2 separate regions of the Mus musculus genome follow, and region 2 is linked to region 1. Evidence: chromatin contacts called from public promoter capture Hi-C data. All regions are on one chromosome and are shown on one strand. The core of a region is the stretch at or near the end of the contact, and the rest is flanking DNA. Distances in the headings are between cores, read along the strand shown.

Region 1 (5,308 bases), core at 950-3,449:
TTCATACTTCAGAACAGAAACAGGGATTCCTGAAGTTTAAAAGAGATAATATGGTAGAGTGCTTAGCACACTCTTTTTCCAAGGATCTGGCAATAAAGAGAAAAAAGGTCTCTTTAACTGGTATGTGCACAGTTTTCTTTTCCCTTTGTCCATTTTTCGTGTGTGTGTACCCTAGTGGTATATGCATATACATGGGCATATGCATACATTTTTGAATATGTAACACCTATAATGAAGGCCTTAGGTTAAGTCACCACACACACGCACACACACACACACGCACATACGCTTCTCTGTGTAGCCCTGGCTGTAATGGAACTCACTCTGTAGACCAGGTTGGCCTTGAACTCAGAATTCTGGGATTAAAGGCATGCCCCCGCCCCAGGTTACTCTTTCTTTTTATTTACACTAAGGTAAGGTCTCTGGATCAACCCCTTCCAAAGCTCATAGGTGTGGCTAGTTTTGCCAGCTTGCTCTGGGGATTCCTTATCTCTGTCTTCCCAGGCTGGAATTACAGGTGGGCCACCATGCCAGCTCAGTGTTTACGTAAATTTACGTAAAATCCGAACTCTCGTCCTCACCCATGCTTACATGGCAAACACCTAACTCTGGAGTCATTTTCTACCCCAGCTCCCGTGCTCATCCACATTGCCAGTGATCACAAAACAAACAGTCAGACCCACTCTCCCCTCCACCTGGCAGACACGGAATCTGAATGCACCAACTGAACCCTCCCTCCGACTTCTCAGGAGTCCCGTGAGTTCCTCCACTGCCATCCAGAGGTGAAGCCTGTGCATGTCCACCGTCTGCAGACGAAGGCAAGCAAGAGGGGGGCACTCAGAGAGGCCCAGGAGAGCCTGACCACAGATGCCTCCTCTTCCTCAGTCTTGCTGGCTATGGCGTCCTGCCATCCCCAAGTTCAGTTCAGTGAGCCATGTGGTTTCTGCCTCCCACAGTCTCTTACACCATGACAGCCTGACCTCTCTAGTGGTCACGGCTCATCTCTTTCTCCCCATATCTCCTGTTCTATAGTCTCCTCAGAAGACAAAGTGTTCTACACTAGTAGGAACAGAAAATTATTTGTAGAGTACCTTTCTTGAACACAGCAATCTCAACATTAAAAGGAGTAAAGCTATTGAATTTTCTTGGTTTATGGTGGTGGGACCAGGCCTAGGCTTGGCATATGAAGGTACGGACAAACCAGCAGGTACTCTTGCCACAAAGCCAGCTTCCTTCCTTTCCTCAATGACTACTTCAGGGTAACTTGGACCTTCCCTAGCTGACCCACCTCTCACCCACCTTTCTGTAAGGCTCCTCCCACCCCACAGCCCAGCCCCCCCTTCCTGTTTGACAACAGCCACTTCCTGCCTGCCTGTGTGCTATTGCCATGGAGACCTACCCTGCAGGCCTCCAGCCTAGCTCCAACCACAGACAGCCCTCTTGCAAGGTTTCCCCCTTAACTGCAGAGGTGACATCAGGATCAGAAAGGAGAAGCAGCCTTTTTAGGAGCCTGTCCCCACTTTCTTGGCCTTGCTCGGGCTTTTCCCCAGCTGTCAACCTAGGGCAGAGCCAGGCCCCCTAGGAAACAGGGATAACTGGAAACACTGCCTCTTCAGCCTTCTGCTCAGGTGCTTCAGGACTTGGTCTAGGACACCACAGTTTCACAGGCAGGGCAGCAAGGAGTGACCGGATATAGCAAGGGGAGCAGAGATGGTTATCAGGTGGTAAGGCAACTGCAACTCGTACAGCTAGTGGCACACAGAACCCCACAACTGCCTCTTCTCTCCTGCCCAAAAGAAGCCTACTCCAAATATATTTGCCTTCGTTTCAAGAGTGCTGGCCACTGATTCTCCATGGCTCTCCCAAGGACCTACACACTGATTTAGCAACATTTCTCTAAAACCACAGAAGCCAGCACTAGGTTCAGATAAGAGGTCTGATATCACACAGACATACAACCTTCTGCAGGTAGGAAAGGACACATGGTCATATTATGGCTACAAGGACTCTTCTTGAATTCCAATCTCAATGACATCTTTCCCTCTGAAATCTCTGCCTGTGGCCTCAACATCAGCTGTGAGAAGCCCCCGGCAGCCCCAGGTGGAGGCAGTCTTCTCTTACTCCCCTCCTGAGTGCCCCACCTTCCCTCACACACAGCTGAAACCCTGCTCCTTGGGCCTCACTCTGAGGAACAGGAACAAGGGCAGCACAGGGCTGTCGTGTCATAGTCCACCTTCCTCTGCTGCTTCTACACAGCATCACCCCTTGGGCACCAATGAGTGAGGATCTCCAGCCACAATCCCACTGACCTCCCCCGACACCATGATGCTATATCCCTTCCTCTTTGAAGGTGCAAAGAATCTCCGATTAAAGGCAAAGTCGGTCAAGCCAGGATGCAGAGTCTTGTAATGCCTTCAATCAGCATATAAGCGGGGCCAGCTAATGGTTATGAATGCAGAGGACAGGACCTGAAACACACCCACGGCACCCCTCTGCCTCTGTCCCTTACACAGCACACATACAAATACCCTGTCTCCAGCTTGAACCCAAACAGTTCCAATCAGACCACAGAAGTCCTGAGCCTCACCGTGGCCTCTGGCTCTCAAGACAAGGAAAGGCAGATCGAGGAGGGAAAGGCAAAGGCGCCAAGACACACCCTAAGGTTCAAGCTCCAAGCTTGGACGGACAGAATCCCCATGGGCACACTAGCAAGCCCCAAGAAGGCAAGGCTCTGCCTTTGGGCACCCTGGCCACTTTACAGGGTCAGCTCCATGCCCCTAGTGGGTGCCCCTAGCCTTTGCCCACTGTTTTGGTGACATTTCCTTCATGGTAACCAGCCCCAAGTAAAACATCCCAGGAAGCAGCCCCTAAAAATAGCTCCTCCCAGGGCAGCAGCAAGGGAGGGGGAGGGGAAAGAGAGGGAGGAGAAAAGAGGGAGCAGATGGGAACCTGCTGTTGCTGATGGTGATAGGGCCCAGGAAGTAGAAATGGTGTATGTGTGTGTGTGTGTGGGGGGGGTGGCTAGAAATGCCCCCACCAGAGTCTAAGAAAAAAATGGGGTACAGAAGACTGCGGCAATAAAGAGAGGTTTATTCTGCTGGGCTTAGAGTTATCTGTGGTGCTGGACGGAAAGCTATGGGATGACACCAAGATTCATCCCAGAACAAAGGACTAGAACCTGGGTTTAAAAGATAAAATCCTAGCACTTGGGAGGTGGAGGCAGGAAGATCAGGAGTTCAAGGTCATCCTTAACTACAAGAGTTTGAAACCAGCCTGGGCTCAATGAGATTGGGGAGGGGGGGTAAGGCAAGCAGGAAGGGTTGAAATGCCCCTCGAGGGGATCCAAAGACCATACAGTCTAAAGAGTCATAGATCTGAGCATCAACAAAACTGTAAGTATCTAAAGCTCAAAACAAACCCACAACAAATCTTTTATGCCTCGGTTTCCACAAGGCAACATCTTCCATAAAGCAACATTTGTCTAGTTATGTGCAGGTGACAAAGGGCCTCTCTCTACAGAGGCCCTCAAGAAGTGCAAAGTCCCCATCTCTTTCTGTCAGCACTCTGTGGCACCCATGGGATCAGCCCCTGTCCATTGCCAAAGCTGTTCAGAAAGCAGCAACAAGCACAGGCAGGGGAATGGGAGGTGACCACACAAACCCCCCACCTCCCCACCCCCAGCCACCCCGCTCCAGCCTCAGCAAAGAATGGGGCTGGTCCTCCCCTCTAGGGTTTCAGCACAGCTTCTGACAAGACATGATTGACAAGCAATGGGAAAAAAAAATCAGGGTTCTCTTTTACAGAATGGGACACATTTTAACCTGTATCCCCACCTAACAGCACCCCCGATCCTTCTGGGAAGGTGGTTAGGAGGACAAGGTGACAGGTCAGTGCTCTACAACTAAGTTCCGCGCCTCTCATCCTGACTGTCTGAAGCCTTGGCACAGAGAAGGACAGGACCTCCACCCTACTCCCCCATGCATGGCAGGGAAGCATTCAGAGGTGCTCAATCACTTATATCCAGGAAACCATTGCTTTGTGTCTAAAAATCAGCCTATTTTATCCTCAACTGAAAAGTTTGTTTTTACACAGAACCTCCGAAATCTCCCCTGGAGTCCCAGAGGTGCAGGGCACCTTCTAACTGTTCTCTTTCCATTCCTACACCATCCTGATCTTCTCCTCCCCTCCCCTCCCCCAGATCCTTTAACAGGAAAATCTTACTTGGAGATACCACAGGGGACACAAATGTCATGGGGGCTACTCAGGCCAACACCAAGGGGGTGGGGACTTTCAGCTGGCACCATTCAGGGGGATCCCATTTCAGTCCCCAGGGCCAGCTGGACCCAGAAAGGGACAGCCTTTACCCTTCTGGTAGCCAACATACCACACAACATCAGATACTCAGCCTGCCATGGCCTCAGACACAAAGTGACACCCCAAACGGGGATAGAGAGTAAGGCCCCTAATCACAGATCAGCTCATGTGCACAGACGGCCATATGACAGCGGAGACCACCTGAGATGCCACGTGAAAGTTGGGCAAAGGTGTTCGTGGTAAATCCCAGGAGACACCTAGAGTGACCGGTAGTGACAGCGGTGATGCTTTGTGACTTCATCTGTTTGGTTTGTTTTGAGGCAGGGTTTTAATATATATCCTAGGCTGGCCTTGAACTTGTGGCAATCATCCTGTTTCAGTCTCTAGAATACTGAGAATAATAGCCTGTGTCATCATCTACTGATTCCTTAAAAAGTGGCTCATAGGTTAACTGAAGCATGTGTTAAAATGCAGATGCTGGGGGACCCCAGGCCTCTCAGAGCAGAACTTCTGTGGATAGAAACCAGGGAGCGCTATTGTAACCAGTACTCAAAAGTGAGCTTCACTGACATTGAAAGAGGGGTCCTATAAGGCCATCAATGACAAGAAGAATCATAAAATAAACTGCTTTATGCCCCAAGCACAGTCTTTATCCTCATCTGTTCTCTCCAAAGCAGTCTGGCCACTGAATCAAAATGGGGGAACCCATGTCAGCCAAGGTCCAGGGTCTCTAGAAACTTGACTTTCAGTTCCCCGGGAGCCAAACCCCAAAGGCAACCACAACCGGTTATCTAGCCTTCTTAATCCATCCGTTTTATACAGACATACTTGCTGTGTCTCAGGTGCTTTGCTAGGGCCTGCCTACACAGAAGCAAAGGAAAAAATAAGGTCTTTCCCCTCACCTCTCAAGTCCTCCTTGAGAGGATGACTTTTCTTATACCTAGTTTCAGCAAAAACTTCTTGACATGAAGTATACAGACAAACGAATAAATAA
Region 2 (5,308 bases), core at 1,453-3,952, 920 kb after region 1:
GTTTTGAGACAGGTGCCATTCTTCCAATGTCCTTAAAGTCACTAACTCAGTCTTAACTCTCTGAAAGTTGCCCTGTTACATATGAGAGAAATGATAAAGATGTTTGGCACATGCAGCACCCGCCTGCTGAGAGGGAAGGTGGTGGAGATGACATTGTGATGGGAGAAATGAAAAAAAAAAAATCAGAAAGTCTGGGAGCCTCGGAGAACACCAGGCTCAAGCACTACTCGGAATACAATTTGGGAGGCTCGAGCGCCTCAGGAAAGGACATTCTGGACATAGGTACTAAAACTAGCTCCAGTGGACTCGAACAATTAAATGCTTACATGGTGATTATACTTGAAACAAGCTCACAGTCTAGAAAGGTGGCTCAGCAGTTCAGAGCCTGTGCGGCTCCTTCAGAGAACCTAAGTTTAGTTCCAGGTACCCACATGTCAGGTGGTGCACAAGTGGCTATGACTTGAGTTCCAAAGGTATCTATTACCCTCTCTCCTAGATGTTGTTAGCACCTGCTCTTATGTGCATTCTACACACATACAACACACACACATACACAAATGCACACACACACACGATTAAAAATAAATCTTTTGGGGGGGTTGGTTTTTTGTTTTGTTTTGTTTTGTTTTGTTTTCGAGACAGGGTTTCTCTGTATAGCCCTGGCTGTCCTGGAACTCACTTTGTAGACCAGGCTGGCCTTGAACTCAGAAATCCGCTTGCCTCTCCCTCCCAAGTGCTGGGATTAAAGGCATGTGCCACCACGTGCGGCTGTGGTGTTCTGTGTGTCTGAGTTCGAGGCCAGCCTGTTCTACAGAGTGAGTTCCAGGACAGCCAGGGTGATACAGAGAAACCCTGTCTCGAAAAAAACCAAAATAAATAAATAAATAAATCTTTAAGCTGGATATACTGACAGATAATCCCAGCACTCGGGAGGCAGAGGCAGGCAGATCTCTGAGTTTGAGGCCAACCTGGTCTACAAAGTGTGTTCTAGGACAGCAAGGGCTACACAGAGAAACCCCGTCTCAAAAAAAAAAAAAAAAAAAAAAAAGGTAAAACACTAAAATACTAACATACTAACAGATAGAATTTGCATCATAAACATAGTTGGAAGGCCAGCAAGATGCCTCAGCAGATAATAAAGTCCTTGCTGTATAAACCCAGAGACCTGAGTTCAATCCCCAGAGCCACATGAAAGAGGAAGGAAACAGACTGTAAAGGGTTGTCTCTGGCTTGCATACATTCACTGTGGTATGTGCACATATAAAGTAAAAATTTCAAAATATAGTTGGATAAATGCAAAAAAAATGCAGTACTGGAGGCTAGGGGTGCTGATGGGGGTGTGTGTGAAGCAGGATTGGCTGGGGGGTGACTGAGTCTGGACGATGGATACAACATAGCTACTGTTTCTCTTTCTGTGCGTTTGGCATTAACTGTGATTCAGTTTCCAAAAGTTCTGGGCTCACGGGTACATGCCTATGGTCCAATATATTCTGGGAGGATGTTTCAGACCAGGAATCTAGGAGTTCAGAATGAGACCCCAATCTCTTAAGAAAAATTTAATAAATTTTAAGGGCAATGAAAAGACCAAACCCATGGTGTCAGGGATTCAGTTCTCCCAAGTTCACAAGAGGTGCATGAAAAGATCAGTAGCTAACAGTGTCTGCCATGGGGATGGGGGAGGCCAGGCTCTGGGATTTCTTCCTTGTGATAGACTGATTCCTGGAGTGAGAACCTCGTCAGGCAGAGGGACCCTGCTTTGGAACCTGCCAGTCTGTTTGTAAAGGCCAGCTCTCCTAGAGTAGCAGCTGAAAATACAGATTCTGGGATTATACACTGGGCCAAGGCAGGGCCTGAAAGCCAACATTTTAACAAGATCCCAGGAGAGTCTATGCTTGCTGATAATCATGATTGACTGCCATGTGACTGAAGAGTCAAGAGAAGGGTTGTAAGGATACCACAAACACCTTCTGTCTTCTCGCTGATATAGGAACAGGGTATTGGTTCCTGATGCAGATCCAGGCCTGGGAGAGGAAGGGCTTGGACCACTTGGATGCAGGCTTCCTAGGTCTCCTTGATCTCTAAAGTAAATGGATGGATTGAGGGGTGAATGGATGAACGGATGAATGAGAGAAATGAATGGCAAAGGCCTGTGCGGCCTGGCTGGGAACTCAACTAGGGCTTTGGAAGCAGGGTTGAGGCTCTGCTGACCTGACTCGGAACAGGGGAAGAAAGTGCAGAGGGGACTCAGGGTGGACGCTGTCTCCTCCCTAGGGTGGTTGGTGAGACCTGCACTTGACTCCAGGGCCTGCCTGCTGGGGTTTCGGGGAGGCGGGGTAGCCATATTGCAAGGCTTGGCTGGAGCTTCCCTTGTAGGAACCAGCCCCGACTCCTCCGTCTCCTAAGACCGTAGTTACAACTTCCCTTTAGGACCACAGCAGCCTCAATTACAAAGACGTGCTGTTCAGTGCACCCCCATGGCACCCACTCATCTTATTTCTAAGTCTGGCATCATATTCCTAAATACTATGGCTTAAATCCCTTTGAGTCCTGCTTGTTGCTAAGGGGACTTGGAGAGATGCGATTTTAGGGAGATGCTGGAGTCTGTTCCGCTGTGGATCCTCCAGTCTGCCTTCTCTGACCACTGAAGCTGACTGCGCCCTTGGTGGGGCCTCTTTCCCCTCGTTAAGCTGTGGAGGGAACCAACCCTGGCCTGGCCCTGCATTATAGCTTTGGCTGAGTTTCCAGACAGAAGAGGAAGTGGTGTTGTGTACCCAGAGCGACTTGGCATTTAGAAGGGGCTCTGGGATCTATTATCTTCCAGCGCGATGCAGGAAAGAGAACAAAGCACAGGGCTGTCCAGAAACCACAGGCCTGTAATCTTTCCAAATGCTGAAGACGGCCTGTGCACCCCCAAACCCCACCCACACAGCTCCCAAATCTCTTGTTCTCCCAGAGGCAGGGAGAATCTGTGTCCCAGATCACAGCCAAAAGGGGAAGACAGATCTGCTCTGTTTGGTTTCCATAGATTCAACCCAGAGATTAACTGCCAAGGTCTCCATGACACACCATATCAATCACAGGCTAAATGTCATAATGAGATCTGGGCAGGCTGTCAAGACAGGCTTCCAGAATCCTGTTACAGCTTCATCCTTAAAGATTTGGACCCGAGGAATCAAACACCAGCTCTGAAGGCTCTTGGCCTGGGAGAGCATCCTTCTCAGAGAAACAGAAGCCAACTCCGGCTCCTTCACAAAGGGGACAGGCTGATGACATAACTAGCATAGTGGAAGGAAGTAGTTGGATACTAAAGAACAAACAATAGCTTGACTACTAGTGGTAAGGAAGAAACATTAGGGAGTAGTGGGGACTGTGGCACATTAAATAGAGCCAGTGCCCCCTCTGATTTGGGCAGCAAACTGTCATTCCGTGTGCAAATGCAATCCAGATTTTTAAAATATTGTTTAGAGATATATATGTTTTCAAATTTTATTTACTTTGGGGGGTGCATTTCATAGTACATGTGTCCTTAGTACGCACAGCACACGTGTAAAGGTCAGAGGACAAATAGTAGAAGTTGGTTCCCTTGCACCATTTGGGTTCTGGTGACTGAACTCGAACTTGGCAGCAAGTATTTTTGCCTACTGAGCCATCTTGCTGTTTCTTAATATATCAGAAAATGTTTTTATTACATGCATGAGTGCATGTACTGGTGTATGTATGTGTATATCTGCATGGATATGTACATGTGTGCACTTGAGTGTGTATGTGTGTGCATGTGTATGAGCACACCTGCATCCTGCATGCACACACCTGCATGGATATGTGTGTGTATGTGTACATGTGTGTGTGTGCATATGTGTACGTGCAAGATTGCATGGATGTGTGCTTGTGTTGTCAGAGGACAGCATGTGGGTCCTGGGGGATGAGGTTCAGGTCCCTGGGTTTGCCAGCGAGTGCTTTTACCTGCTAGGTCATCTAGCCAGAGAGCCAGCACATGCTTGGAAACTATTGGCTTTGTTTTGTTTTTGAGACAGGACATCAATATATAGACCTGATTGGCCTAGAAGTCACTATATAGACTAGACAAGCTTTAAACTTTGAGCAGTCCCCCTGCCTCAGCCTCCCAAGTGCTGGGATTGCCGGTATAAGACGCTATGACAGGGTTAAAGTTACAGTTTTGAAATCAGATCAAAACCTGAAGTTCTTTTGCTGCAGTTTTCTCCTGCAGCACAAGAAACCAAATGCAGGTACCCCACCCTGAAAATGGCGGTGCGGAGCAACAAGAGCCAATGTGCTCTTAAGCAGAGTTGTGGCCCACTGGTGGATAGGTAGGGAAAGGCCTGGGGCCTCAAGCTAACATGTAAAGATTTTCCAAGCTAGAGACATCCATGTACCACTGAGATCGAGGGTTCCCGATGTCACCTTGGAGAACCCTGTAGCTAGTTATGTTAGCTCTTTCATGACCCAGCCTTACAGACATGTTTGTGCTGGCTTGAGGAAATTAAAGAGAAAAGAACACATCATGGTTCACTTAATCCCAGCACATGGGAGGCAGAAGCAGGAGGATCTCTGAGAGTTTGAGACCAGCCTGGTCTACATAGCAAGCTTCAGGCTACCTCGGTGTCTAGGGTGGGACCCCACCTCAGGAGGGAGGAGGAGGAGGAGGTGATGGTGGTGGGCATGGGGGAGGTCGTTGAAGAGAAGAGAGCAGAAGGTTATAAAGCAATATGTACATGGTGATTCTGTGTTTCTAGAAAGATATATGATTGACACTGGCTGTGTGCTTGTTGTAGCACAATGAAATTATGTCTGGTTCTGTTTTCTTTGTAAACAACCATCTTCTCGGTGTCTCTGATATGTGTGCGTGACATCAGCACACAGAGGGGGACATCCCCCCAAGTCTGCTTTAGGGCCATCATGTATGTAGAAGCTGCTCACCCCGAAACCGAGGACTGCCTTCCTGGGGGCCCTGGAGCAGCTGTGTGTTATCTACCCTACAGGCCTCCAGGGCAGCAGTCAGGCCTAGCTTCTGTGGAATCATTCTAATCCCTGTGCTTGCTGGGAAGCCATGGGGTTCCGGTCTGTAGGAGCCCCAAAGCTGGCATAGTGTCTTTAGGACAAAGGAAGTCCGGTGAGCAAGCACAAGACCTTGTAAGAGGCTGTGCAGGGGTGTAGCTCTGATGCTTAGGGTAAAAGCATCCTGAGGGAATTTCCTTCCTCCTCTGTCTGCAGGGGCAGAGGGCAGCCCCCTCCCACACCCACCCCTAGTGGCAGAGCAAGGGCCCTGCACTTCCCTTCAACCTGGACT

Evidence for each region. Promoter capture Hi-C pulls out the DNA fragments that hold promoters and counts their contacts.
Region 2: a promoter capture Hi-C map of hippocampal neurons shows a contact between it and region 1, with 6 times the contacts expected there. The contact joins two enhancer-like sites. A contact is called at or near these places in 5 of 39 promoter capture datasets (HPC-7-derived erythroid cells, hematopoietic stem and progenitor cells, hippocampal neurons and 2 more).

What each region holds. Positions count from the first base shown.
Region 1 is chr14:20,784,037-20,789,344 of GRCm38.p6, forward strand. All of the region lies in intron 2 of Camk2g (calcium/calmodulin-dependent protein kinase II gamma), which reads right to left. Among named protein-coding and RNA genes, the nearest start is that of Camk2g, 7.4 kb to the right of the region's middle. Within about 2 kb of position 2,200, at least 176 of the 459 cell types and tissues checked have an H3K27ac peak or open chromatin away from gene starts, as enhancers often do. A contact at or near this core is called in hematopoietic stem and progenitor cells and hippocampal neurons, where this site is marked.
Region 2 is chr14:21,704,424-21,709,731 of GRCm38.p6, forward strand. All of the region lies in intron 1 of Dupd1 (dual specificity phosphatase and pro isomerase domain containing 1), which reads right to left. Among named protein-coding and RNA genes, the nearest start is that of Dupd1, 7.5 kb to the right of the region's middle. Within about 2 kb of position 2,703, at least 142 of the 459 cell types and tissues checked have an H3K27ac peak or open chromatin away from gene starts, as enhancers often do. A contact at or near this core is called in hematopoietic stem and progenitor cells and hippocampal neurons, where this site is marked.